2 separate regions of the Zea mays genome follow, and region 1 is linked to region 2. The links are chromatin contacts, called in public Hi-C maps. All regions are on one chromosome and are shown on one strand. Each heading gives the region's core, a stretch centred on a gene start, on an enhancer-like site or on the middle of the called end of the contact. The rest is flanking DNA. Distances are from core to core; before and after follow the strand shown.

Region 1 (2,700 bases), core at 65-2,564, 170 kb after region 2:
GAGCTTTCATAGACAAGGATCCAACTCAAACAATTGGTTATAATTTCCCTAAATCAAAGACGAAAAGGTTCCTTTAGAAAACATGGTTCAAGCAATATTGTTGGCATGAATACCGTGTGAAGAGAAGAGAAAGATATGGCTTATTGCTTTTATTGATACCTTTTCATGCATGATCGGATGGATGACAAATTTGGATATGATGTCTTTACAACATCGGGATTTAACAATTGAAAGAATGCATATTTGGCACTTTCAAAGCATTGGGAATTAACAATTGGAAGTTTGGCTTAATGATGTGTGTGCTACGAGCGAGAAATATTCAAAGGAGTTGATCTTGATTCTTGAGAAGATCAAGAAAAGGTTTCACAAAAAGAAAGATATGCAAATGCAATTGCATAGCTCGCCTAGATGTGATTGAAGCTTACTCGTTGTATGGTTTCTTGACTTCACTTGTATTTTTCTATAATTTTATTTATTCCTCCTGCGCTCGTTCGAGAAAAAAATAATTCTATTTATTCTAAACATTTTTACCAACACGACATATTACGATAAGAGATATTATTTTACAATCTATATGTATCAAGTTTGATATACCTTATTTTTTTCTGTTCTCCGCCACTGAACCTAAATGTGCAGGGTCATTGGCACACAGGTGGGCTCAGCGCCAGTATGAACAAACGAGCCAGAATAATAGCGCTGACAGAGTCTGAATTCTTGAATCCGTGAGCATCTGAGCACTCTCTCGCAGTTCCCAAATTAGCAACACTCTCAAGGAACTCAGGGAGCTCAAGTACCGCGACTCACGACTCACAAGTTGAGGTACACAGTGCGGGTTCAGAGTCCAAGCAACCAACATTCCCCCTGCAGCCCCAAACCGCAGAATGCAGTTGACCAGCAACACACGGATCTTACCCACATCCATCCCTTCCATCCTAGGAGCGCTGAGGAGCGTACAGAACGAGGCACAAGTGTGGACAGGATGAACTCTCCAAGTCAAGATTTCGTGGAGCGAGCAACGGAATATACCTGTCGGTGAAGAGCAGGCCGAGGCAGAAGCTCCCGACGCATAGCAGCAGCACCCATCTCCTGGCCACGCCATCCGCGCCTCCTCCCCGCCTCCAACCCATGTCCGCCGTCGGCGCGACGCCGCCAACCACCACCTCGTCCTCGTCCTTCTCCTCTCAGGTCCCGCGGCGGCAGCAGCAGGACATGGACGCCCACGGCGCGAGGAAGCCATGACCTGGATTCTTTAATCCCGGAGACCGGAGCTGAGGCCGCCACGGTCTACGCCCCATGACACCCATGTGCGCGGGCGGGAGGCGGCCACCGACAACGCAGGGTACAGCTTGCCTGCTCTGCTTTGAGTAAAGACAGAATTCCCTCGGAGCCATTGAAATGGTTCCTCGATTGCCATTAAAAATTACAGAGTTTAGGACCTATTCGAAAGCATTCAGTTTTTAAAAAACTGATTTATAAAAATTGAGTTGATTATAAATATAATAATTTATAATTTAGTTTATATAATTCTCTATTTTTTAAAAACTAAGAAGTTGACCTCTACTAACTAAAAGATAAAACCCAATTTTTTTATTGGGTTGTTTTTAAACTGTGCCTTACTTAACTGCCATTAGTTTATTATAATTTTTATTCCTGTTTGGCCATTACTGTTAGGCTGGATCCAGTAGAAGCAAAATGATCTACGGTTATTTTTCTGCTGCGTGCCGAGTTTACGTATCATGAGCCAACTATAGATGAAGTGACGGTAGAGGATCTCATTGTGGATCTAGTGGAGTTGATACCTACCTACCTCTGTCGTGTTGTAGTCAGCTATAGGTATCGACCACTACAGAGACGGCAGGAGATAGACTCGGTCGGTCGACTAGTCGAGACGAATAACAACGATTGGAGTGATGCAAGGTCGGTCGATATCGACCGACACATTTGAGCAGCACAGCTACCGATCAGACGCGATCAGTAGCGGCATACGGTTGTTGATGTGGCACAATCTAATTCGTCAGCGCTATTTCTTTTATTTTAATTTGAAAAAAAAACTCATGCATATCTCTTAGGGGTGCATCGAATGTATGGTCACTTCTTCAAGCAATGTTATCTATGTAGGTCTAGCTCTGAAATAAAGAGATGTGCAAATTCTCTGCTCGATGTTGACTTACAATCAGAACAGTTGTTTTACTCCGTCTATTTATTTCCATTGTCTGTTTATTATCACTACCAATTTATTATACTCTATTATTGATCATTTGATGATGAAATGTGATTACTGAAAATATATGGAGTTTGATTATAAGGGCATGTACATTTGCACGGTACTCCAAGTATAAGACAGCTAATACACAATATAATACAGTGGACATGTCTAAAACATGTGTATCTATATTTATTACACCAATCAGAGCAATCAATAAATTAAATTGACCAATCAGTTATTCATCTGTCTCGAACAGAGAGTGTTCATCAAGATACATGACTTGAGTTTTTTTATATTTACCACATTAGACACACTCGAAGACACGGCTCAAGAAATCCATCGTACATGTCTTAATCAGTCTTAGTTAAGGCAACAATTAGTGATGTTCCTTTCTCTTGTAACTTGCGGATCTTCCCTGAAACACCGTGCCACGTAAGTAATAAACTTTTAAATTTCTACATACATGATTCGTTACACCCCATCAACTATTCAAT
Region 2 (2,700 bases), core at 106-2,605:
CCCCGAGCCACACACTCACTTGAATTGAGTGTGCGACTAGGTTCTTTTCTGAAGAATTCCTTAAGCACCTTGGCAATGGCAGGCACACGAGAACCTGACCCAACGAGTTCCACAGAATGCAGCCTCTCCAATCCAATCCTTGAATCTGTCACCGCCCTGTTGCAAGGTTCAACAACCCTCTCCAGCAGCCTGGCACATAGCTTCTCGAAGTCCTCCCTTCGGATCACCCCCCTCACATCCTTCTCCTCTATCAGGCACTCAATGTTCACCACAGCCTCCGCGTTCGCGCTCAGAACCTTCTTCGCCTTCTCACAGGCTGCCCTCAACCTCATACTGGCCTTGACATTTCCTGTGACATCAATCATGTACCTGTCTTTGAACTCCTCGGCGAAATGCTCGAACAGCACCTCGTCGAAGTCCCTGCCCCCGAGGTCTGCATCGAACCCGTGAGACAGCACCTTCATCCCCGACATGTCGAAAGAGACGACCGCGACCTGTGTGTCGCATTGGCCGACGTCCACGAACGCGACACAGGTGGGACCCCCGGAGCCGCCGAGGTCGGAGCGGTAGAGGCCGTAGCCAAGCGCGGTGGCGGCGAGGTCGTGCATGAGGCGGAGCGGCCTGAGCCCCGCGATGGCGGCGGCGTCGAGGTAGGCTCGGCGCTGCGCTTGAGTGAAGTAGCAGGGCACGGAGATCACGCAGTCGGCTACGGGGGCGCCGCCGAGGTCGGCCTCCGCGAGCTGCTTGAGGTAGGCCAGCAGCATGGAGAGGAGGTGGGTCGGCGAGAGCGCGATGCGGCGGCCGATGTGGTCGGCGTGGACGACAGCGCCGCCACCGACGGCAGCGGGGAAGGGGAGGCGGGACAGGTCGCGGAGTAGGGAGGAGTCCGGGTGCCTCCCCGTGGCGCCCATGAGAAGGCGCTTGACGCTGGAGAAGGGGGCGTGCGCGGACGAGGCGGACGCGGCGTGGCAGCCGATGAGGCGCGCGTTGCGGGAGAAGGCGATGGCGGCGGGGGACTCGCGCTTGGACTCGGCGTTGAGGAGCACGTCGATGCCCCGCTGCCGCGCCGCCGCCGCCACCAGGGTGTCGTTGCCGACGTCGAAGCCGACCACGCTCATCGCCACCGATTTGGGGTTCGATCGGCGCGAATGGGGGAGGCGGGGTGCGATTTGGGGCGCGGTGGATGTAGTTGGAGATGAACCAGAGCGGTGCGCCGGAGGGAGAGGGTACGGTCGGCGCACGCCGCGGTGGTTGTTGGGCGAGGAGGAGCCGGCCCGTGCTTACTCGGCTGTCGCCGACACGTAGGGCCGGTTTCTTTTGCCTACTGCGGGGACGTGGCTCGGCCCTTTTTTCTCTCGGCTCCTTAGTAATTTTGAGCTGTGTTTGATACGTAATCCAACAAATTCGAACTAGCATTTAATTTAGTGTGTGTTTGTTTCCCTTTTAAACTATACTAGATCAGGTGGCGCCCATTCGGGCGCCCTATCCAACACACTATCCAGCACAGAAAGGCATCCATTCAGCACAAGGAAAAACAGGAGTAAGACGCCGCATAAGGACAAACCATAACGGGAGGTATATATATAGTATTGGGAGCTATAGTCCGGCCAATCCACATAATTATGTATATAAACCTAACGCAGTGAACTATAAATGCATCTCTTCATCCAAAAAAGTGAGCACATCATCTGTCATGTGTTCAAACTCCAGGTTTGTCGAGGCTACAAACAACAAATACAAGAATGTGAGTATAAAAGCTCCATAAATACATGTGTCATGTTCCATCCACCAAAAAAAATTGGCATATGAAATCTTCTAATTCACAAGTACCAGATATCGAATGTCCTTATTATCTATCCATATGACTATGAGGTACCTCAAGTAAACTGTTTTCTAAAATTTACACTATTCTTGGCTTTGACATGCATGTGGTCAAACTTTCTCGCAGTAAGGCATGTGGTCAAATTTACACTATTCTTGGCTTTCACTCGATAACACAAAATGGTACTACTTGAACTGATTAATGTCTTAGTCCTCAAATCAGGAACACACAATGGAATTTTGTTGGCGTTACTAAGGCAGTAAGGCATCAACATTTAGGATCATTTTTAACACTCTATTCTGTAAGTGACATGGAAGATATACTTCTCCAAAGAACTTTTTTCTCAAAATAGTTCTAGGTAATGCAAATTTTAATCCTCAGCTATTGTGCATAAGCCAGACATAATCTTGTCATAATTTGGTACTTGAACAAATGTTAAATAAATATTGTTTACAAGTAACAATATACAGTACAACGCAAAAACATTCACGTACATGAAAACAAACGATGATCTTTTTATCATTATCACTGTGAATAAAATGAATGATAATATGCTTTTCTTCAAAACTGTATTATCAGCTGGCGGTGTTTTTCAAATCTAAGTTGGACCAGCTATTAGTGAAAGTGTGATTTATCTCCCCCACCAAAGAGGTGACCATCATTTACCATGAATGTGCCTAAACGGCAAACAAGTTCAAACAACCTCTAAAGTCCATCATCAATAGTTCTGTCACATAGCCATGCATGATATATGCAGTCAAACAAACACAAAAGCAACTATATGAATAGGCAAACCTAGAACAACTTCCTTTTAATTGCTGCATGTTTACCTCCTATCTGCAGAAATTTCTGGGGTTCTTCTACCTGCTCAATGTTGT

Evidence for each region. Hi-C and Micro-C count contacts between places; a contact is called where the count stands out from the background.
Region 1: a Hi-C map of leaf shows a contact between it and region 2, with 2.7 times the contacts expected there. The contact joins the promoter of LOC100216983 here to the promoter of LOC103626279 in region 2. A contact is called at or near these places in 2 of 25 Hi-C or Micro-C datasets (leaf and tassel).

What each region holds. Positions count from the first base shown.
Region 1 is chr5:43,014,572-43,017,271 of Zm-B73-REFERENCE-NAM-5.0, forward strand. LOC100216983 (beta-1,3-galactosyltransferase sqv-2) reads right to left here and starts at 1,315. Exons shown (of 11, transcript NM_001143362.1): 1 at 1,027-1,315. The coding sequence starts at 1,127.
Region 2 is chr5:42,843,769-42,846,468 of Zm-B73-REFERENCE-NAM-5.0, forward strand. LOC103626279 (heat shock 70 kDa protein 16) reads right to left here and starts at 1,356. Exons shown (of 9, transcript XM_008646666.3): 1 at 1-1,356. The coding sequence starts at 1,118.